2 separate regions of the Gossypium raimondii genome follow, and region 2 is linked to region 1. The links are chromatin contacts, called in public Hi-C maps. All regions are on one chromosome and are shown on one strand. The core of a region is the stretch at or near the end of the contact, and the rest is flanking DNA. Distances in the headings are between cores, read along the strand shown.

Region 1 (5,090 bases), core at 560-3,059:
TTACTGTCAGAAATACCTCGAAAAAATCGTAATCAATCTACTACTTAGAAGAGTTCTAAAGTGGTCTACTTCTTTAGAGAGCAGAAACCTCAAGTTACCTTCTTCGTGTCTATAGGTCTTTAATACGATACATTGCACTGTTTCCTTCTGTATGAACGTTGCTTTATGTCTAAAGTCTACTACAAGTATTTGTCGAGTACTTACTCATATCATTCAATTTTGGTCCAACTAATCCAACCTTTTCAGAATTAAATTAGTTTATAAGCATGTTGCATAGTCATCTATGTCTAGGATTGCACGCATACAATTTAGAAATAAAAACAATTGAATGAAATAGTAAATTAATTCAGATCTATGCTTTATAAAGGTTTCATCAAGTAATCTCAACCCTATAAGATTTAGCTCATGGGTTGGCAAATAAAATTCAAAACCAAAATATCATTCAACATCGTTTTCATCAAATCAATTCATGGATAAATAGTTAAGAAATAACAGAAGAACGTCGGAAAGACAACTTTTGCGTGTCCAGTTCACACTCTAGTGGCACAGTGTCCTGTGGTGGCTAAGAGGGACTGCCTTCATCTTCCTCTTTCTGTCTCTACTCAATTGCTACCCTCTAGTTTCGCCTATAGATCCCCACCCTTGTTCATCCTTTAAGGTTTCCTCCTTTGGCTTTTTATAGTTTTTTCCCTAGGGTAAATCCAACAACCCAAGTTATCTTTTTAGGTAGATTTTTTTGTACAAGTACAGTTGGGCTAAAACTGGTATGCGTTGAGTGTTGACTCGGTCTTCCTAGAATTGCCACAGCATTCGTGCTGACAAAATGTCCAACCTTTTGCCCTAGCAAACCTTCACTCTTTTATTTCTTGTTCCTCAACTTGCACCTACCAAACCACCAAACACAGCCCTACCACAAGCAATTAAAATTACATAATATTTAAACACAGTCCAAGCTCCTAATGCAATGATAAAAATACTAATGAAATGTCATAAAATACAACTAAATGTACCTAAGTACAAGTAATTGGCTAGTTCTAAAGTCATGCAATATAACTCTTTTCAAGAGATATCACTAGGATAGTAATTTTTGTGCCTCTGAGGTATGCATGCAATGGTTCAGTTAGGTGGGCCACGAGCAGTTCTATTCGTCGAAGGAGTATCTGATAGTAGGGGAACAACGTGTATCGTCAAGTCATCGACAAGCACATCATCAAGGTCATTTCTGAGCATACTAACCTCCTAGTCAAACCTGGACCCATCGACGCAGCACCAGCTCTCTTGCCTTTTCGATGTACTATTATTGTAAGCTTTCATACTATGTTGGTAATGGGCTTGGAATAGCCATTTACAAATAAAAGTGGGCTTGAACAGAATATGAGACCCATATTTCAAGTCGGGTTGCATTTAACAACTATGTATGGTACCTGGACCCAAGTCTAGCCCAATCCAACATGAACACTTTTAGTTAGAAGTGATACTTAAACTATTAATTGTATCATTTACCCAAAAAGTATATGATATTCAATAAAAAAACATGACACGTATCACATTTTATTTGTTGGTATTATTTTCTTTTTAAAACTAAGAAAAAATTAATAATTTATACAACACTTACTAAGAAAAGCCCTTTAAGAATCAATCTTGGAGTATTGTTGAATTAATGAATAAATATAGTTATATATATGAACCCACAAGACAGGAGATAACAGAATAATGGGCCTTGGCCCAATATAGAGTTTATTTGGGCTCTCTAGACCTTTTCTATAATGACTTCCGATTTCCATATAAACGACGTCGTTCAATCCGGACTTTTTCGCTTTCTTCAACTCCTCTCACAAGACCTACTGCTGAAGAAACTAAAACCATAGTCCACTGCAGGCTCGGCTCTCGATTCCCCCAAAATCCACCTCTTCCTTTCGTGAATCAAAGGTAATTTTTTTCTCCTTTCCTTTTGTGCTTTTTAAGTTTTAAGCATCTCCCTAATCAATATTTCACCTTTTTTTCCCCTTGATTTTCACGTCAAATTTCGTTTCAATTTGCATTTTTCAGATTCTCAAAGATGACTCAAGATGTGGAGATGAAAGAGCAACCAGCTCCGTCTAATTCCGTTCCTTCCTCTTCTCCATCCACTTTGCACCGTAAGTACAATCTATCTATGCATCTATAACATCCAAATGTCTCTAGCGCATATTTTTTGACGTTTGGTGATAGAAATCTGATTTTCTTTTAGCGTTTTCTGGACTGGTAACTTGTGGGTTTTCACGGATTTGAATAAAATTTTCTGGGTTTCTGTTAGATTTGAAGGAAATTGCGTCTCTGATTGAGACCGGTGCTTATGACCGTGAAGCTCGCCGTATTTTGAGGGCTATACGACTTACAATGGCTTTAAGACGGAAGTTGAAGGCATCCGTGCTTTCCTCTTTCCTTAGTTTCGCTCTTACCCCTGGATCCGAGGCCTTCACTCGTCTTTCTTCTTATCTTCCTAAGGTAATCTTTTGATGGAACATCGTAATATTCAGTTATTAATGTGGAAGTGTTTTTCCCCCTTGTGGTAAAGTGATTGCCATTCCATCCTCTTAGATTAGACATGATGTCTTAGTTAATTAAAGGCATTGAAGTGCAACAAATGCTAAAGATAGAAAATAATTGGTTGCATCTTTGAAGTTAATTTTTGGTGATTGGCCCTTTATATGATGTTATTTTCCCCGTTGTCACCTTCACCAGTGTAGTAGGCTTTCTGGTTCCAAGTTCAAGGAAATGCCTTAGTTGCCGGTCTAGTTTCTCTGTCGCCAGTCTAGTTTCTCACCTTACAGAAATATTTTGTTTATGAGTACAATGACTGTAAGTTAATAAGTCTTGAATTAATTGTTCTTTTAAGAACTCATGGCTTGAATTTGTTTCAGGAAGATGAGAATGAGATGGAAGTCGACACTGCAACCTCCACAGCTCAACCTCCTGCTAAGCATTCCTTGCCAGAGCTAGAAATCTACTGCTATTTGCTTGTCCTGATATTTTTGATTGATCAAAAGAAATATGATGAGGTACATTAGCAAATAATTTCATCAGGATGTTTCCTGTTTCTTGAACATGATGTTATCTTGTTTCAGGCAAAGGCATGTTCCTCTGCAAGCATTGCTCGGCTGAAGAATTTGAACAGGAGGACTCTCGATGTTCTAGCTGCTAGGCTGTACTTATATTACTCTCTTTGCTATGAACTCACTGGTACTCTTTCTGAAATTAGGAGGTGAGCTATACTTGATTCATTCCTAACTTTTGTCATATGCTGTCTTTAGCATCTTTTCTGATGTGTGTTTCCTTTTAAATAAACCTCAGCATGTTATGTTTCTTTTATTCATGATCAGAAGCACATATGACATTCTAGGTCTAATTAGGATGATCTTTAATTTGACAGTAACCTTCTAGCCCTGCACCGGATTGCAACATTGCGCCATGACGAGCTGGGTCAGGTAAATTTTCAAACATTTGAGCAATTATTTCTCTGATAGGATCATATTTTTAAATATTGTTCTCATGCAGGAGACTCTTCTTAACCTCCTACTTCGCAATTACCTCCATTACAATTTGTATGACCAAGCTGAGAAACTGAGATCAAAGGCACCTAGATTTGAAGCTCACTCAAACCAACAGGTAAGTCACGGTTTTCTGTTATCTTTGTCTTTGAACTGTAAATGTTAACCGACTGCATTTTTATGGTTATTAAATGGTTACCTGGAGTTTGTCATGGCTTATGGTTATTGTTGTAACTGTAAAAACATTATAGTTTGATTCCATTCATAAGACAAAGGTTATCCTCTGCAGTTTTGCCGCTACCTCTTTTACTTGGGGAAGATTAGGACAATTCAATTGGAGTACACAGATGCCAAAGAATGTCTCCTCCAAGCTGCTAGGAAAGCTCCTGTTGCAGCCCTTGGTTTTCGGGTTCAATGCAACAAGTGGGCAATCATTGTTCGATTACTGCTGGGAGAAATCCCCGAGAGGACTGTTTTTATGCAGAAAGGCATGGAGAAAGCATTGAGGCCATACTTTGAACTGACAAATGTGAGTTTGAGTTTGTGTAGTCGTCGTCTTACTTTATAGAGAGCCAAGTTTGATATTCCAAGCATGTCTTTCCTTGAAACGAAATGGAGAGAATCATGTGCATATATCCTCTCGTTATAATCATTTGGACTCTCTTTGGTTTCTGTGGTTCCTAGATTTTACTAATTGTTCTGAGAACACAAAATCTGTGTATTTTTCAGGCTGTCCGCATTGGTGATTTGGAGCTTTTCAGATCTGTTGCTGAGAAGTTCTCAACTACTTTCAGTTCAGACCGGACCCATAACTTGATTGTTAGGCTGCGGCATAATGTCATTCGGACTGGGCTACGCAACATAAGTATCTCATATTCTCGCATCGCACTGGCTGATGTTGCGAAGAAGCTTAGATTGGACTCTGTTGCTGATGCTGAGAGCATAGTAGCCAAGGCAATCAGAGATGGAGCTATCGATGCGACATTGGATCATTCAAATGGATGTATGCTGTCCAAGGAGACGGGTGACATCTACTCTACAACTGAGCCTCAAACGGCATTCAACTCTAGGATTGCTTTCTGCCTCAATATGCATAACGAGGCTGTGCGTGCACTTCGGTTCCCACCAAACTCCCACAAGGAGAAAGAAAGTGCTGAGAAGAGGAGAGAAAGACAACAACAGGAGCAAGAGCTTGCAAAGCACATTGCAGAGGAAGATGACGACGAATTTTAGAGATTGACATTCGAAAAGTTACTTTATCCACCATATGATGGTTTGATCAAGTTGTGCATTTTCCTTTTTAAAGTGCCCTAGTAGTACTAGAAACGCTTTTGGTTTTATTTTCGCAATAGCTACTATTTCCATTGATAACATTGCTTTACAGTCCTACACCATGGAGTTGCACTTTATTTGTATTTTTATTTTCCTCCCTTGATTTCAAGTTTTATTCCTTGAACAATGCAATCTCATTTGTATGCATGCCAGGCAGCCATTGAAACCTTTTGGGGTAAAACTTCTCTAAATTGCCCGACATCGTTAGAGAAGGGATGAAGCAGATTC
Region 2 (5,191 bases), core at 337-2,836, 140 kb before region 1:
AACAGTTTTTCTGGAATAAGAGGAAAGGCTACCTCAACAGAGTAAAAGTTGAGTGAAGGGGAAAAAAAAAACCCACCTTTAATACCCTCCAGACCAGACTGTAAATGAACCATATTAGCCTCCAACATTCTTGAAACATCTTTGCCAGAATCATAAGCCCTAATGAAATAATCCTCAATATCTTTCAAGGCTTCTAAAAGTTCCCTTCCTTTTTCTGGGCTATCAATCACTGTTAGCCCTTTCTGTTCTCCTTGGCTCACATGAGTCTCTTCCTTTACTTTCAACAAGCCACTTTCACTCTCCTCCTGTTCCCTCTTAGTATCTTTTTCTTCAACAAGGACAACTTTTTTCTCTTCCTCTTTGGTATCTCCTTCCTCTTCTAGCTCTGGTATCCCTTCCTGTTCCCTCACCGCTCTTAAATCATCATCAGAACACCTGTTGTATCCACTTATAATCTCTGGTCTAACAACATCAAATGGATTAAAGAAGTCCCAGCCAAAATCTCTTTGTGGTGATGGCATTGGTGGCGGCATTTGCATATAAAAGTACCCACAAGGTGGTGGTGGTTGGTGTTGGTGTTGGTGTTGGTGTTGGTGTTGTTGTTTCTGCTGCTGCTGCTGCTCTTCTCTTACAACCTCTGGTTCAGTCTCTTCATCTGAAATATCTGAGCTTGTTGAAGAACCACATGACTCACAAGCAATAGCTTCATGGGTGGACTCAGAAGGTCTTTGTTGAAGCAACATTGGGTTGGTTATCACATTTTGATCAGTGGCTGGTGGTGTAGGTGGACAAGGTGGAGGAAAAGTGATGAGAAAAGGTGAAGGAGGTGATGAATGACGAGCTACAAAGAGCTTAATGGCAGCTGACACTGCATAAAGAGCTTGACAGTACCTAAAATGTGCTTCTGCAAGTGCATATCTTCTATCTACTGCTAACTTTATAAGTCGTTTCCTTTCTCTACAAATTGACACAACTTCTTCTTCTTCCTCCAGTTTAGAAGCAACACAACCCATTTCTCTTTGCTAAAGCCTGGAGAGTGTTTTTTTCCTTTCCTTTTTGTTTTTCTGGTTACAATAGGCGTAGAAGCTACTAACTTTTGAATATATGGGGATAGGGTAAAGTAAGATGATCTTTTGGAGGAATCTAAGTGTTCTTTTCTTAAAAGAAGGAAGAGGTGGGGTTGCAACAAATGGAAGAAAGAATGAGCTAAATTTTACAAGGGTTTGGGACAAGGCAAAAGAAGGAAAATGTAGCTTTATGAGAAGTTTTAGAACCATTTCATCTCTTGATTTAAAAAGAAAGAAAGATAGTTTTCTTCTTGAAATCTTCTAGCCTGCTAGCCCCTGCAAAGTATAAGATTTTAAATATAATGCCCTTGCTAAGATTAGTTACTTATTCGGACACTTAAAACATATTTAGTTTTGGATAATAGATAACTATGATGAAAGAGTGAGATTAACTGATAAGAGAAATGGCAAGTGACACAGTAAATGACAGAGTTAAAGGGCAAGAAAGAGATTAGAGATATTAAGGTAAAGTAAAGAAGGTAGGGGCTCGAGAAGGAGAGAGAAATCATTTTTTGTTTAATTATTTGGACACTATAAAATTGGTGTAAAACAACGGCAATCAGACTCTATTTATCTTTTTTAGTGCAATAAAAACACTAAAAAAATGTATATTATTTTTCTGAGAAAATTTAGCACAGGTTTTCTTATAAGCAGACAGTGTCCACCCCATTGGGCAGTCTGGTGAGTAAAAAGAAGAGTCAACTGTACTCTAGTTAAAGGATGGTGACCACACCACTGCAAACACCCCAGAGAAAGGAAAGAGAGTTGTCTTTTGCTTGGAAGTATGTAATATATTTTGTATTATATTATGCTTATGTTGAGCTTAAATTACTTTTGTAGTGTATTCAGATTATACAATCTCTCTAATATCATTAGGTTAATTGTATTACTTGTTTAAATTCTTTAATGAGTTGTTAAGTGGGGGAAATTACAAAAGCAGAAAGGTTTAAGCTTGAATGTCATTGTCTTTACTAATATGGATAAATCTGTTATCTTCGAAGATTTTTAGACTGCCTTTCCCTTTCTTTGACTGAGATTATATTTGGCAATAGGTGAATAGCATTATATTTTTGCAAGGATTTGGAATTCTGAGTGGTGATGTTTAGAAAAAGAAGGTTCTTGTTTGGTCCATAAATGAATTATATGATATGCCAGAAACTACTGACAATTCCACATGAAGTTGCAGGTTATAATTAGCCGGTGTTTTACAATGTGGCATCAGCTTCACTCTACTGTTTTCCCTTTTTTGTGAAAGGAAAACAAATCCTCATATGTTTGCAAATATCCAAGTTTAAGTTTGAGAATTAATGTACTTAACAAAATATTATTCATAAGATTCTTGGGTTTCAGTACAGAGGACAATGCTGAAAATTCAGCTGAGAAAATGCACCCCAAGGATCATGGGGAAAGGCCTCAAAAGTCCTCTAGAGATAAAAGAATCAAATCTCAATATTCCATTTCAAGTCAAAGTATTAGTAGTTTGCGCAATCCTAACACACAAACTCTATATGTAACTCACTTTTAGTCTGTGTTTGTCACCCACTGCAATTGCCAAATTACAGGTGTTTAGTTTACATGAAACCTTAGTTGAGGAGCAGTTGCAAATGCAAAGGGGTTTGTGTTAGTGGTGTTTTGGTGGGTTTTGGCTTTGTTTATTGTTTGATGCTGAAGATGAAGGCTCAATGGCTTTGAGAATGGAGCCATAGTGTAGGGTTGGAAGGACTAATAAATAATGTGAAGGGGCTATTTGGTGTGGGTTTAGCGAGAAAATGGCTTGACACAATCTGACAAATGTTGAGGGAAAAAAGCCACTATTCCTCACCTCGGGAATTGCCTACTTCCTCCATTTTCAATACCCCAAGTTTGGTTTGCCCCAAAAATATTGTATTCTCCCTTTGAATTGAACAAGAATCTAGAGTTGGATTAGATTGAATGTCAAGAAATAAAAAACGTAACGACACCAGTCAAAGAGAGTTGAAGGGCTTTTTATTTTGGGTTTCCAATGGAGCAGAGAGTAAGAGAGTTAAAAAACCTTGGACAACCTCAACCTGGTTTCAGTTCATGTCCCAACAACCATTGTTTTATAATTTCTTTATAAATTTAAAGGTACAAAAATTAAGAGACTTAAGTTATTTTTTCCAAAAGTGATTATATGAATTAATAGAAATAAACTTCGGTTTTCTTTTGTTAATACGCAGCTAAAGTTTATCGACCAGGAAGAATAGAACAACCATTACTGGATTAATGATATAGTATTAGGTGACAAACTGGGTAACCAGCCGACAACCAGGTAAGCCTGAACAGCTAAAATTCGATTAGGAACCCTGAGATGAAACATGGAGTTGTTCCTCACTGACTAGTTCCACCCCAGCCAGGTGCAGTGATGTAATAACCTCGACCTGCCTCACCCAATCTCACAACCTTTGCACAATGCAACACTGTAAGCAGCAGGTACGTACAACATGCCAGGTCTATTACAGATCAACATTCAAGTTGTTTAATAGTGTATTTTATTATCATCCATTCCTTCCTTATGGTTTTTTCTGTTTTTAGCTACCATTAAGATCCAGTAAGAAACTAGGTGTCGGCCATTTGTCTTATTAAAGGTCCAGCAAAGAGTGGAATGCACCAGATAAAGATCAAAAGGAAACTATTATATAAAGACTTGAGGGAACTACCCCAAGTAATTAACTACAATCATTGTCATCTTGTACCTTGTACTCCTTTCTAGTTCTCTTTTTAGGTGTTCCCACGCAGATGCAAAATGCAAGTATGAGTTTCCAGTCAAGTGTTACAGTGTACATTAAAGAATCGAAGGCTTGCATCGCTTTCGGAAGCTACCTGATATTCACATAAGAAAATGATACAACATGAAAAACATGCAATACGGCATATGATCAGGTACTGCCAGATTAGACTGGCATGGCACAAGGAGCCAGAGTACGAGGAGGTAAGGTAACTCCTCCCCCTCGAACAGATAGATTAGGACCCTTAACAGAGGAGGCCTTGCTCACGAGGTTTGAGTTAAGAAACACCACAATTACGGTGATGTCGTCATGGAAATGGCGACGGACACCACGGTCAATTTTCTTCAAGTCAGAATACCTCATTTCTCTTTTCTTTGCTGCTTCTTGTAGAGCAATTTTCACCAGCCTCCTTGCAATTCCCTGCATGAAGTCCAAAGCCAACAAAAGTTACAAAAACAAATTCTGTTCTTTTGTTACCCTTAAGATAAACTTGATGTCACCGATATGATGCATATGCAACATTTATCAATGAAATTATACCTGAAATTCCGAAAAAGAAATAAAACCAAAATAAACAAACAACTGAGAGGAAAAAGTAAAATCATGTCTCCTCCCTGCATGAGCATCCATTTGTGTATGCATGCGTGCAAGTCACTTGTCCAACATGCGCTAATAACTACCCAAGAAGTAAAGAAACATATTCCTTATGGAGCATATCACCATTCATAGTTGGTCAGTTAGTCTAAGATTGAATAGAATGTGGAGTAGGGTGGCTGTGTTCCACTGGATGATTTGTCACAATTGAAGTATTTTGCTTTTGGATTAAAATTGTAATTGTCAAGTGGCAATAACAGAAAGGAAAAATAGTGAATGAGCAGCAGCTGCAAAATGCCACAGCTCATGCGACAAAGGAAGTATTCTCAAGATAAACGATCAAAGCTTCATTAACTTTCTATACTCTATAATCTATAATCAGCAACCAAATAGAAAAGACTTTCATACTCTAAGCAAATGACATTTTCAGAGGGATGAGAGAAAAGAGTAGTGCTCATAACAAGATAGATGACATAAAATATTGAGGCATAAACTTACACTTCGTGAATGATTCTGAACTATATCAACAGCTTCTTGATTGCTTAGGTGCTCCCACAGCCCATCAGATGCAAATATCACAAACTGATCATGTGGCTGCAGCTGGTGCACTGTTATTGATGGGTCTGCGCTCAATATCGGCTTTTGGAAAGGTTCACGGAGGCGGAATTTAGGGTACAAAGGCTCCCTGTTGAACTCAGCCTTTTTTAAATATACATCACCAATAGATTTGGATATCTGAAAGGTTTAGAATTCTATAATTAAAACTCTCAACAAAAAGAACGG

Evidence for each region. Hi-C and Micro-C count contacts between places; a contact is called where the count stands out from the background.
Region 2: a Hi-C map of leaf shows a contact between it and region 1, with 2.5 times the contacts expected there. The contact joins the promoter of LOC105785937 here to the promoter of LOC105785930 in region 1. A contact is called at or near these places in 2 of 2 Hi-C or Micro-C datasets (both in leaf).

The regions. Positions count from the first base shown.
Region 1 is chr1:43,528,383-43,533,472 of ASM2569854v1, reverse strand. LOC105785930 (probable 26S proteasome non-ATPase regulatory subunit 3) reads left to right here and starts at 1,809. Exons shown (of 9, transcript XM_012612137.2): 1 at 1,809-1,929; 2 at 2,050-2,138; 3 at 2,297-2,487; 4 at 2,904-3,041; 5 at 3,108-3,244; 6 at 3,413-3,467; 7 at 3,538-3,648; 8 at 3,820-4,059; 9 at 4,260-4,989. The coding sequence starts at 2,060. The coding sequence ends at 4,763.
Region 2 is chr1:43,672,746-43,677,936 of ASM2569854v1, reverse strand. LOC105785937 (protein ALTERED PHOSPHATE STARVATION RESPONSE 1) reads right to left here and starts at 1,586. Exons shown (of 4, transcript XM_012612145.2): 1 at 77-1,586. The coding sequence starts at 1,013. It overlaps LOC105785936 (probable protein phosphatase 2C 46), which reads right to left. Exons shown (of 5, transcript XM_012612142.2): 4 at 4,907-5,143; 5 at 3,701-4,234. The coding sequence ends at 3,980.